Linked DNA regions of Sus scrofa: region 2 is linked to region 1. A link is a contact called in public promoter capture Hi-C data. All regions are on one chromosome and are shown on one strand. The core of a region is the stretch at or near the end of the contact, and the rest is flanking DNA. Distances in the headings are between cores, read along the strand shown. Region 1 holds the start of UPF2 (regulator of nonsense transcripts 2). Region 2 holds the start of PROSER2 (proline and serine-rich protein 2).

Region 1 (6,859 bases), core at 772-3,271:
TTATATGTGGAATCTAAAAAATAAAAAAAACTACTGAATATAACAAAAAAAGAAACAGACACAGATATAGAGAACAAACTAGTGGTTACAACTGGGGAGAGGGCAGGGGGAGGGGCAAGGTAGAGGTGGGGGCTAAGAGGTACAAACTACTATGCATAATAAAGTTACTGAAATGGAGTTTTAACCAAAGAACAACCCCCCCCCCTTGGCTAAGAAGGCAGCTGCAAGCCTTTCCAGCTGTGCTTATCACTATACCACCCTTCTTATAATAATGTAACAACTGTGTACTCTATATCCAAGCCAGCAGCCCTGCTCATCAGGTACCCAGCATTGCTTATCAGTTCCGCTTCTGCAACCTTGCCGGCTCAGTTTCTTAGGGAGGAAGACTGCTTGGGGATGGGGGAGGTCCGGGATGCTTACATGGGAAAATCAAGACCTTGTAGTGTATAAAAGTTACTGAGAACAAAGACCTGGTGCTCAGACTCTGGAGGTGACTCCTCTGAGCCCGCACCGGTGCTGAATAAACCTTGCTTTTCCATATTTCCGAGTGCTGTTTGTCTCCTTCCATTGCCACGGTTTTTGTGGTTTCCGCAACATTACAAGGATATATTGCACAGCACAAAGAATATAGCCAATGTTTTATAATAATTATTAAATTCGCGAATCACCACGCTCTATACCTGAAACATACAATATTGAAAATCAATTATATCCCAGTTGGGAAAAAAATAATAAATGGTAAGTAAAAACAGTAAACAGAAAGAAGCAAATGGGCAAAAGCTGAATAGGAGGGACCTGCCTCAAGTGTTTCTAGTTGCTCCTAGCTCACTTTGGGGGCGGGGCGCCGCAGGTGGAGCAAGAATCAAGACCAGTTCTGCACCTTTGCTCCTTTGGCTCCTGACCAGCCAAAGCCGGCCAGTACTGAACACCCAGCCAGATTCTGCTGGCAAACCTTAGCAATGTTTGGATAAAAATTGGAGGCCAGATGCACGAATTCAGACATTTAAGAGAAAATAAGCTGGTACCACTTTTAAAAGTTGATTTGGTTCCGCATTCAGTGGAAATGGCAAGCGTAGCAAATTTTTTTTAACCTGGTCATTTCATTTAATAATTCATTGTAATTTAAAAAATCTGCTTGCTAGAACGGTACTTTCTAAGACCTGTGTAGGAAAAACCTTAATTGTCTTCACCCTGGGGTACTTTTAGGTGGAACACCTGAAACTGCTTCTGGAAATTCCCCAACCGGACTTTCGTAGTCTTTCTAGGGCACTCTTAAATCGAAACCTGTTCCTAACCAACTTGCACCTTCCTCACCAGCCATATTCTTTAACCTCTCCAGTTTTCAACTTCCTAAATCTTCAACCTCACCCCATGCATTAATCCAATCAAACTTTCCCTTCTTAGACCTCTTCCTTACATTCGCTCCAGGAAACTCCCATGAGAGTCACGTGGCTAAGTTTGTCCTTAATGGCGCCCCGTAATTCGCCTACCGTTCCACCGCCCTTCCTCACCTCCTGTTAGCTCCGCCCCTCCCCATTCTCGCTTTACCCCCCGGCCCCCCCACCTCAGTGCCTGCGCCTGCGTACCTCCAATTCAGGAGCTTTCCCTTTCCTGGCGACCAATCCACTTCCTGCCTCCGGTCCTCGGAACACTCCTCCCCCTCCACTGAGGCCCTGGATTGAGGGGCTTGCTGTGGCTGCCCTACGCATTGCCTGTCTGAAAAAATTAGCTCCTCTTAAAGGAGTGGGTAATTTGAAGCAGCCGCTATGTGTGCGGCACCTATCTGAGACTTTGCTCGTGACCCGCCACCCCGAAGCTAAGCCAAGGACGTGGAGATGCCGGCGGAAGGGCGCCTCGGACTGTTTTCGGTCCGGCAATCGCTCGGACGGCTGCTTCCTTTCCACCTCCCTCCGCCCCGCCCCCACTCGCAGCCGGGCCGCGCTGGTGAGTGGCGGGCGGGAGGGCCGGCGGGCGGAGGGAGGAGGGGGAGCTGAGGGAAGGCGGGCCCTCGGCTGCGAGCTAGGTGGGGGAGGGGAGGGGAGAGCCCGAGCGCTGGAGTTGGTGCTGGGAAACCCGGGGCTAATGTTGACAACAGGCTCGAGGTGAGTCCCGGGGAACCTCCTTCTCCTCCGCTCCAACGACCGGGAGGGAGCGGGGCTGAGGGGCACCGGCCTGGACTCCTACTCCCTGGGGGACCCGAGAGGCGACTCCGCACCTCAGCGCTCCGGGGGCGGCGAGCGGGAGCCGGACCGCGGGTCCGGCGTCCTCCTCCTCAGACCCCTCTCTCTCGGGAGTTCCCGTCAACGCGGGAGCCGCCGGCCCGGGGTCGGCCAGAGGGGCGGTCTAGAGGGGTGCCTGCCCCACATGCCGGGGCTGGGCCTCGGGGCCGGAGGCCGGGAGCCCGCCGCGGCGGGGTGAAGGGGCTTGGGGGTGTGGAGGAGGCGAGGAGGTTGGGGAGAGCTCTTCGGGAGCCGGGAACGAAGCGAGGGCGAGGAAGCGGGCGGGTGCGTGTGTGGGATGATGCGGAGCCGGGGACCGGCCGGAGCGTGTCGGGCTCCGGTGGTGAGGGAGTGTGGGGTGCGAAGTTAGGGCTGGGGCGGGGGTGGTCGGCGCAGGTGACCGTGGACCCCGGGGGAAGGGGAGTTGTGGCCGGGAAGCGAGGGGGGTCGAGGCGTGTGGAGCAGGAGCAGGGGGTTGTGGGAGCGCTGTGTTTAGGCGCAGGGGTTTGGGTGTACTTGGGAGTGGTGGGCGAGGATTATTCGGTGTGCTTCTTTTCAGTCCCATGGGCCGGTGATTCTTCACTTTGCCTTCATCCCGGGGCTCCAGGTCTTCTCTTGTTGGCACAGTTGAACTAAGGAGATGATCTCGGGGTATTTGGTCTCCAGGTTGGCCAAGCAGAGCCAGCTTACAGGCTTGGGGGGGGGGTACCCTCAGGACCGGACTTGTACTTAGTGAGGCATCGGATCTAAGCAAAACTACCACTCGCTCTTCTCATTTAGCACAGTTTTTAGGTGTTGATGAGAATTGTACAGCTCTTCAAGAATACCGTTTTTGAACTCTGGCGAAATTTGGGAAAACTTTGAATGAGTCCCTTTTACTGCGGACGTTTCTTTAAAGTCAAAGACTGGGAGGTAATGCCCCTGGTGCGGTTCTGCCCTTAAGAACATTTTGAATGAATAACCCAGAATTAAAAGGTAAAACGGCATTCTTTTACTCTGGAGCATTTTCGGAGCAGACTCATTGTGATTTCATACATAGTTCATTTGGTACTTTGTGCAGGAATATGATTAAAAGGGAAACCCCCCTTTCTCTGCACTCCAGGTACACACTATTGGTAGTACCTGTTTTCCTAGTAAAGTAGTTTTACTTTCTTTTGCAAGTTCAGAGTATACTTAGAAAACCAAATAAAATACACAGCCCAGGGCCAGGACACTATTTTGGGAGCTAGGAAGGTGGTTTTAAAGCGTGGCTTCCTTTTAAGGACTGTGTGAATGTAATTGTACTTGATAAAATAACTTGTAAAAGCTGATTGTATCCCAATTCAAAGGTCACTGATTTTATCTTATTTTGAGATAGAACCTATTTAAAAGTTTTGGGTTTTATTTGAAAGACTGTTTGAATACTTTAGGTAAAATATTTGTTTAGGGCATGTGTTTGGTAAGATAATTTAAAGACATTTTTGTATTTCATTCAATAAAATTTAATGCTCAGTTTTATTTTTTTAAATTGATACAGAAATGCATAATCTGAGTTATGTTTATATCTTTTATTTGGTTTTTAAAATTTTAGAGTCATAGTATGTAGTTGAAAAGAGCACTAGACACACAGTCTCAGTGCAGCCACTACAACTAGTTGTGTAATCTTGGGCAGGTCACTCTGTAAAACTTGAGGATTGGAGTAGCTAAAATCTAGTACTTCTAACTTGAAAAATCTCATTTTAGGGTGAACTTTTCGGTGTTGTCTGTGAAAGAATAAACATTTGTTGAATGCTGCCTTACTCTTGTGCTAAAAGTGTAAGAACTCTGTCGGAGAGGTAGCAGTATCTCCTTTTTATTGATAAATAGACTCAGAGAAGTTACATTGCCCAGTTTCGATAACTAGCAGGTTTCAGAGTTGGGATGCAAACTTAAAGTCTGAGTGACTTTAAAGCTTATAGTATTTTCACATGTTGCATTGTTGCTTTTACATGAACCTTTAGATTTTCATCGTATTTTTTGTTCACTGAAATTTAGTTCTGTGTGTACTTTCAGTATATGTTTGTAATGCAAGGAGGAAATGACTCAAAGAAGGCACCAGGACCAAGACTTAAGGGTCTTATTGAGAATCTGTTTTGTCATGGTCCAGAGCAGAATCTAAGTCATTAATGCCTACTGCAGTTTGATACAGAAAACACAAATCTGTTGAATAGGAGTTCCTGTCATGGTTCAGCAGTTAATGAGCCAGACTAGTATCCATGAGGATGAGGGTTGGATCCCTGCCTCACTCAGTGGGTTAAAGATCTGGCGTTGCTGTGAGCTGTGGTGTAGGTCACAGACAAGGCTTGGACCTGGCATGGCTGTGGTGTAGGCCAGCAGCTACAGCTCCAATATGACCCCTAGCCTGAGAACCTCCATATGCCGCGGGTGAGGCCCTAAAAAGACAAAAAAAAGACCAAAGAAAGAAAAAAAGTCCATTGAATAAATACTGTAGAGAGTCACAAAAGTTGAGTCACCAAAGTTTGAGAGACTGTTACGCTAATAAATGTTGATCTTTTTTCAATTTGTCAGGTTCCAAATGAATTTCTTTTTTCTTTTTTCTTTCTTTTTTTTGGCTGGTCCTGCAGCATATGGAAGTTCTCAGTCCAGGGATCAAATCTACGCCATAGCAGCGACCCAGACCACTACAGCGACAAGACCAGATCCTTAACCTGCTGTACCTTAAGAGAACTCCCCAAGTGAATGTCTTAATATTTTAACAGAATTTAATGTCTAATTTCATCTTCATAAATGAGATATTAATTACAAATAGAAATTTTAATGCTGTTCTTTTTTTTTTTTTTTCCCTTTTTTGGCTGCCCCTCAGCATATGGCATTCCCGGGCCAGGGATCAGGTCTGAGCTACAGCTGTGACCTCAGCTGCAGCTCCGGTAACATCGAATCCTTTTTCCACTGTATGGAGCCAGGGATTGAAGCTGTGTCCCAGTGCTCCCAAGATGCTGCTGATCCTGTTGTGCTACGGCCGGAACCCCTGGTGCTATTCTTTTTGTATTCTGAGAACTGTACTTTCTTGTATCAGCTGAAATGTTGTGTGTTGCTGCTAGACATCAGAAAATACAAATTTTTTACAAACATTATTATTATTATTTGCACATAATTACAAATATCCCTAAGTGAAGATTGTCTTGTTACCTTGGGAATTACCTCGTCCCCAGTATTTTAGCTGGACTATGACTAAAGTTAAAACAGTGTAAAAACTGCTTAGCCATTATCAGAGACTCTTTCTATTCTGAGAAACATAATTCTGTGATTTGTTGTAGTTAGTATCTATGATCAGGTTTTCCAACTGACAGTTTCATACGCTCAAGGTTTTTAATAATGTTAGTTAGAAGGATGAGTTCAGTTTCTAGCTCTGTCACCAGCTGTGGAGGTATTGGTCAAGTTACTTGGTCATGTCTCAGTTTACTCATTTATAAAATAGAGAAAATAATACCCACCTCATAAAGATTTTAGTATTAAATAAGATAATGTGAGGTGTTTACTGTGGTACCAGTGAGTAGTAGCTATTTGTGTTGCCTCTAGACAGTTGGCTTGCTTTAAGGCAAAGGCGGGTATTTAATTGAAGCTGCATGAGAAGCTGATAACTACACTTCCCAGATAATGCAAGTATTAACATTATCTTGCCACATAAGCAAGTAGTTATGCCCTTACATATTTTAATGATTGTTTAAACAGGATTAACAGCTTTTTTTGTTCAAGTTCCATCAGTGGTGTTAACTAAAGCCTTTGGGTGTCATTGTCAAAATGAATGCATAGGTCACAGGAGTGGAGGGGGATGAGGTGGTCAGGAGAAGGTACTGACTATGACATGTGCCTTGGGAAATGCTGAAAGTGCTTCTCTGGACCTAGATTGTCTTTCTGTGATAATACTTTATTAAATACTGAAATAAATGCTTTGTGTTTATAAAATATTTATTGTTGCAGATGTTTTGTTTGCTGACCTAGTTTTTATTGGGGTAATTTAATGCCTGTATTTGAAAATACTATGCTTGTTTTTAGCTTTTACTAAAAAAACTAGGTAGTTTAAGTAATCCTATATTTCTTAAATGGAAAGTATTTTGATTTTCTTGTGTACAGTTTTCAGTGATTTAGGAGTTAAAACATGAAATGCTGTCCATAGAAGAAATTAGAACATTAAGTTCTAAATAGAGATATATTTTTAGAAAAGAAAATCATGAATTTTGCTGGAGAGTACATTTTTTTGTTCTAGAATTTATTTCCAGTTAACTATATGGAGCCTGTAGACCAGTGCTATCCAACAGAACTTTCTGTGATGATGAAAATGTTCTATACCTGCACGGTCTGATGTTACACTAGCCACATGTGGAATTGAGCACTTGAAACATGAGTAGTGACTAGATTGCTGAATTTCACATTCTGTTTAGTTAATTCACAGTGTAAGTTGCCACATGTGGCTACTGCAGTGGTTTTCAGGGAACATTTGGCCGTGTGTGGAGTAATTTTTGGTTTTTAAAATTTGGGAGGTTCTACTGGCATTTATTGTATAGAAGGCAGGGATGCAGCATTTCAACTTTGTACAGTGCACAGAAGCATGCTCCCCTCCTCCCCACTCAAAGGATTGTCTTGCCCCAAATATCAGTAGT
Region 2 (6,693 bases), core at 2,626-5,125, 180 kb after region 1:
ATATGCAAACTGCGATATACCCAAACAATGGAGTATTACTCAGTCATGAAAAGGAATGAAGCCTGATTCATGCTACAACATGGATGAATCCTGAGAGCACTGTAAGTGAAAGAAGGCAGACATATATTGCATGATTCCACTGATATGAAATTTCCAGAAAGGCAAATCCATACAGACAGAAAACAGATTAGTGGTTGCCAGTGGCTGGAGTAGGGGGAAATAGGGAGGGACTGCTTAATGGGTAGGGAGTTTCCTTTTGGGGTGATAAAAAAGTTCTGCAACAAGATACTGGTGATGGTTGAAAAGCATTATGAATGTACTTAAAAAATTTATACATGTGCAGTTTATTGAATGTCAATTATACTGCCATAAAAATATTTGAAAGAAAATTTAAAAAATGAGAAAAGATACATCAAGCATATATTAACAACAGCAACAATGAAAATAACACTTCTGGTTATACTGCATTAGGCAAAAGAGACTTTAAGGCAAAAGTTCTCATTAGGGATAAAAGTAACTATGTAATGATAAAAGTTCAATTCCTATTAGATACTGCATGCCTAACGATATAAATTTACAAATGTGTATTGTTAGATATTATAGTAGGAAGTTGTGGAGTTCCCTTGTGGTGCAACAGGTCAAGGATCTGGTGTTGTCATTACAGGAGCTCGGGTCTCCACTGTGGCTCAGGCTTGATCCCGGGCCTGGGAATATTCATATGCTGTGGGTGCAGCCGTTAATTAATTAACTAATAGAAAGCTGTATATACAAATAATCTCAGAATGTTTTTTTAGCTCAAATACAAGGAGATATTGACAAAGACCCCATTATAATGGGATCTTTCAATATACCTTTCTCAATTATTGAATAAGTGGAGGACACAAAGTTTGTACGGAATAATGCAATTAATAAGGTTCATTTAATGGATATCTAAGTCTCTACAGAAAAAAAATGAAAGAAGATACATTCTTCTCAAACACATATGATGTGAATGTACTTCATGCCACTGATTTTTACCTTTTAAAATGATAAGTTCAAGTTATATGTATTTTACCACAATTAAGCGAAATGAAAGAGAACCAAGTCTTCACAGTGGCAGGGTCTCTGGAAATACTACCTGAAGTTACAGTTCATAAGGAGCCATCACATCCCTATTTGAGAAGGCAGAGTTTCCTTCCTGACACATTCCTTAGCCACTGATGCCAACTGCACGGATTATAAACCCATGCAATATTACCACTTTCTTAGAACAGGATTTAGGATGCATGCGGCGGTCTGGGAGGGGGACAAGGCGCTGCTGAGACGCGCAGCCTCACAGCGGCTCCCTACAGAGGCTGGACCACCGTGTCCATATGAACAAAGGCTGGACTCACGCCCATCCAAGACAGGAAGGCTGCAGCCCCCAGGGGTAGATCTGCCCAGCCCATCCTCCTGAGAACAGGCAGGCAGCTGTAAAGCCACCAGCCCTGCCACAAGAGAGGGCAGTGGGAATGGAAAAGAAAAGCTGCCCTTTACCAGTGAAGTAAACGGCTCAGGTTGGGGGATGCTCCTAGGATTCCGCAGCCCGCCCAAGTGGATAAGATGCACTTGAACTCTTGTTCCAGAGGATGCCCCGTTCCCAGCTCTGCTCCACCCAGGCCTTTCCCGTCTCTCCCCTCAGGCATCAAGGCTCCACTCTATCTCTTGTCGTTATTTGAGATGATCATGACAATCAACACAGAGTGCCAACCGCAGGCTCCTTGGGTGTCTGAGAACTTAGGAACCATGGCCAGGTGTATCTTTAGCTCCCGAGGAAGGCTTATTTGATCTGCTTTTAATCAGTTTGGGCTGTAATCAAGATGTGTTTGTATGTCCCATGCTGAGTTCAGCACTCAGCACATTGTAGGTGGTCAAACAAGCCTGTAAATATTGCTGAGTGAATTAACTGAAACAGGCAAATCCCGCTCCCCCACCACAAAGGAAGCCATCGGGGCATCAAACATATGCACGCTTTCTTAAAAGCATCTCTCCTCTTTTCAGCCTTCTCTTAATTATCTGATTTCGGCTTTCTGATTTCTAGTAGTGGAGAAAAAATGCATTACTTTGAAATTATCAGCATCCAAAATTTTTCCATAAGGGGGGGTTCTTAAGCGCTGTTACTAGGGCATATATCCAGTCCTTTAAAAAATGGCTATTACTGGTCTGAGCAAGAAACTCACACAAGATTCCATACATACAGTGTAAGGTCTGGCAAGAGAGATTTTAGACAACTTCCACCCTTCCCACCCAAATCCCGAGTAAATAGGGCATTTGTTTGTATTTCCACATTGGCCTCTTGAACCAAAATACCTCCTCCACCTAGAAACACAATCCGTAACATTCAGACACGGTGCTAGGAGGCAAAGTTTTCAGTGCATGCTACAGCACTAAGAATGCAGTGCTTTTAAAAAAAAGTGGAAAAGCATCTTTATAAATTAGGTCCTTCTTGGGAATATTTCCTCATGTTTACCCTTAGACCTGGGTTGGTGTTTCTATATCTTTTGGAATATGTATATATATATATTTTTTCAGAATATCTATCTATCTATCTATCTATCTATCTATCTATCTATCTATCTATCTATCTATCTATCTACCTCAAAGCTGTTCTTCATTAAAACTGGGGCCAGAGGAACCTTCCTCCTGCAGTCTCCACCAACAGACCTGAATGGTCTACTCTGTGTGGGGGGGAAAGACACAAAATTCATTTTCTTCTATTCTTAGTTTTTGCTCTACACAAGCTAGGTCCTGGCAAAGAGTTAAAAAGTTTTCTGAGGTTAGTTCCTGCGGTTTGGTTGGGTTTTGTTTTTTTAAAGGCTAGATGCTTAAATTTAGACTCCGTAAAACAATACTGGGAAACTTTCAAAGCCGGGAGAAATACTGGAGTTTATTTTATTGCCTTTTGTTAAACTGCATCACATCGGCCACATTGTCTTTTTAAAAAAATCCCTCTCGACCCGGCTCCCTGGCAGATCCTACGTTCCCGCATGATGCAGCTCCCTGGTGGGGGTCGGGGGTTGGGGAGGGGGGCGGGGACGAAAACCTACTGGTCACTTTGCGCAGGACCCAACTTTAGCAGGTGGCTCCGGCCACCTCCTGCCAATGTGAGGCTCCCGCCGTCCTCTTGGAGGCGTAAGGGACACAGCGCCCGGGAGTTCCAAAGACTGAGGAGGCAAATGGAACTCCGCGGAGGGCGCTGGGGACACGACACGAGTGTTGGGACAATCTGGACGGCTCTGCGCGCAAAACTAAAAGCTTGCCCACGGGCCACCGTGGGCCCCCTGCCAGGAGAGCCTAGGAATCGGAAAGCGGTGCCTCCTTCTTACCAACCCCGATCCAGGCGCCAAGCGAACCTCCGGGATCCCGAAAGAGCCACCAGGTTTCCCGGGTGGGAGGCCCCTCGGACGGCGCCACAGTCCTTCCTAACTTTCCCGGGACGGTGGCGATGCGCAAGAGAGGGAGAGCGCGCAGAAAAGATCCCTGTCGGGTGGGCACCGGCAGGGACGCGTGGGAAGTGCAGGCAGCAGGCTCCTGAGAAAAGGGGGTCCCTCTTCCTCGCCTGGACCCCACCCGCGCCCAAACCTCCCCCGACCAGCTCCAAACGCCGCCCCGCTGAGCGACGTGCGTGCGGGGCGAGGGGATCAGCTGCCAGGACGCCCTCCCCACCCTCCAACCCTGTCGGGGATCAAGAAGTCCGCACTCACCTGGAAGGCGCTCCCTCCCCGGGGGCCGCAGGCGCCCACGCGGACCGTGACCCCGAGCAGAGCCCTCGCGCCGCGCGCTCGCCTGGGTCTTGCCCGACTGTCCCGGACCGCCCCGCGGCGCGCTGGCTCCTGCGCGCCCCCACCGCGCGCTCCCGTTGGCGCTCGCTCATGCGCACTCCCCGCCGCGCGCTCTGCACCACCCTCCGTGCGCGCGCTCCCGGCTGGGGCTCTGCCCCTCAAACTCTCACGGCGCGCGCCCGGGGCATTTAAAGGGACAGGCCCCTCGCGTCAGCTCTGTTTCGCCGGGGAAGTCGGTGTCTCTGCGAGGTTAGAATTAGGGAGGGTCTGAGCGAATCCCCACCCCCGTAAGGAGAAAAAGAGATTTACCTTTGAAGATCTGAATAAGACGGGCCTTCCCCTCCTATACCCCCCCCCATAGTCCGTTCCGAGAGGTTATTTTTATATGTAATGGCAATAATAATACCTATCACGTATCGAATTCTTACTACCCCTAGACAAGGCATTTAACACACACACACACACACACACACACACACACACACACACACACACACACACACTTCATTTACTCCTTAGAACAACCCCTTGATTTCTTACCCTCATTTTACAGAGGAGGAAAACAGGTTCAGAGAGGCAAAGAAACTGGTCCCAGAGGTTTTGACCCCGGTGGCTTGATGCCATAGCTTTATCACCGTGGAAATATCCGCTGAGGTTAATAGTTGGTTATGGAAGGCTTTTGTAAGTTGGTGGAAGTTAAGCTACTGGTGTTTCCAGGGGGTGGGACGACTCTGTAGGTAGGGAGAAAGCAAGAGTTATGCGGTTTAATTAATTATAGGGTTTGATATATACTCCAATGGCAGACGTTATAAAACCCATATTTCAAAGTGCCGGTTGTCCTTATCCCCATTTCACAGAAAACTAAGGAAGGAAGTGTCTGGTTGCACAGGATGACTGAGTCACTGGCAGTGCTCAGGGCTGAGCCCCAATTCCTTAGTCCTTATATCATTTCTTTGCCCTCCCCAGGAAGAGATACCTGATTAAAGGGAAGAAAACTTTTTTACTAATAACACACTGGCCTCATCTACCTCCCCGAATCTTTAATTAATGTTTACAAAGCACTTTAATCTACCCCACTTGCTAGTTAATTAGGCAAGTATTATTATCCCCCTCTTTCTGAACCAAATCCAGGAGAGATTCAATTCTGCCAGTCCTTAATCCTTGTTGAATAATGGGCGTAAGCTTTCTGTTCATGTTCTTTTTTTTTCCCCCGCTTATATTTTGTTCCATATTGTTAAACACTAATGCATTTATCATGAATTGGCTTAGTAAAAATTAAATAATATTAAATACCCACAGGGGAGATGTAATATGGACAGCTCCTGTCTTTCAGGAACTCAGATAAAGAAAAAAAACATTACGGCAAGTGCTTCCCAGACTTGGTTTTTTGTTGTTTGTTTTCCTTTGCAGTAGTGTTCTATTTGCTTAATTAAGCTTTTAGGCTATGTTTAGCTTGCTTTTTTAAGCTTACTTAAAAATTTTTCATGTACACATTATCTTTTGTGTAAAAATTAAATTTTACACAGTATCTTTCAGGTGAAGAGGAGATGAGGAGGAAGTAATTGAAGGATGGTGGGATTAAGAAGGAAGAAAGGGGAAATAAAAGGAAAAAAAAAAGGTGGGGAGTGAAGGAGGCAGGAAATGAACAGGGCAGAAAATGGGACAGGTTTCAACCAAGGCACCAGGCGGACGAGGCCAGTCCTGCTAGCTCATACCTGATCTTTGTGGGAATCGTGAACAGGTGGCCCTTCTTCAGGGCTTGTGTAGACCTGGCCGGTGCCCAGGGTGAGTACCTGAGCTCAGGCTGCCTTCCAGTGCCCCCTGCACCCCTGCGCAGGCACCTCTGTGCCAACTGAGCATTATTACCCAAAGGCACTAGACAGCGAGAAAGGGCATAAAGTGAGCTAAGAAATGAGAAACAGCTTAGAGGGGGAATTTAAAGATTGTTATTCCTTAAAGTATTTAGGTAACATCAAGGGAGAAAGAACAAAGAAACATCTGGAGAGTCTTTGGACGTGGTATCGTTACTGCTTTAAAAGCCTTGAAATTGGAAGTTCCCAAATGGCACAGTGGGTTAAGGATCCAGCGTTGCTGCAGCTGTGGTGAAGGTTGCAACTGCAGCAAGATGGCCATCTCTGGCCCGGGACCTTCCACATGCTGGATACAGGACAAAAAAAAAAAAAAAAAAAAAAAAAAAAAAAAATCATGAGATTGACAAAATTTTACTTTCTATTCACTCAACTTTGTACTAAATGTCTTCTGAGGCTGGTTTCTGCTAAGAAAATGCTGGTGAGGAGTTTCCATTGTGGCTCAACCATTAACCAATCTGACTAGAATCCTTGAGGACGCAGGTTCAATCCCTGGCCTTGCTCAGTGGGTTAAGGATCTGGCGTTGCTGTGAGCTGTGGTGTAGGTCGAAATCTCTGCTTGGATCTGGTGTTGCTGTGAGCTGTGGTGTAGGTTGCAGACGCGGCTGGGATCTTGCATGGATGTGGCTATGGTGTAGGCCAGTGGCTACAGCTCCGATTTGACCCCTAGCCTGGGAATTGCCCTAAAAAGCAAAAAAAAAAAAAAAAAAAAAAAAAAAGAAAAGAAAAGAAAATGCTGGTGATAGATCGACCCAAATATTAGACAATTATTCTTATTTACTTTATGTAAATTAAGAATTTTTAAAGTAAACTTTAAAAATTTAAGCTAAACTTTTTTTGTGTATAAAAATAATTATGTAAAATTGACTTGATAAACTGCTATGTCTATAATGGCCACTAGAGGGAGGTAGACAGGAAAGGAAGAAAGAAAGAATGGTTAGTTTACTGAAAAAATTAAAGCATTTTAGAGCTGAAAGAGATGTCAAAAAAAACATGATTTTGGAGTTCCCATCGTGGCGTAGTGG

The links. Promoter capture Hi-C pulls out the DNA fragments that hold promoters and counts their contacts.
Region 2: a contact with region 1 is called in a promoter capture Hi-C map of liver, with 2.5 times the contacts expected there. The contact joins the promoter of PROSER2 here to the promoter of UPF2 in region 1. A contact is called at or near these places in 1 of 5 promoter capture datasets (liver) and 1 of 2 datasets of contacts at active chromatin or transcription factors (skeletal muscle).

The regions. Positions count from the first base shown.
Region 1 is chr10:59,891,085-59,897,943 of Sscrofa11.1, forward strand. It overlaps UPF2 (regulator of nonsense transcripts 2), which reads left to right and starts at 2,022. Exons shown (of 24, transcript XM_021064994.1): 1 at 2,022-2,102; 2 at 3,000-3,194.
Region 2 is chr10:60,073,485-60,080,177 of Sscrofa11.1, forward strand. PROSER2 (proline and serine-rich protein 2) reads right to left here and starts at 3,876. Exons shown (of 4, transcript XM_003357769.4): 1 at 3,723-3,876.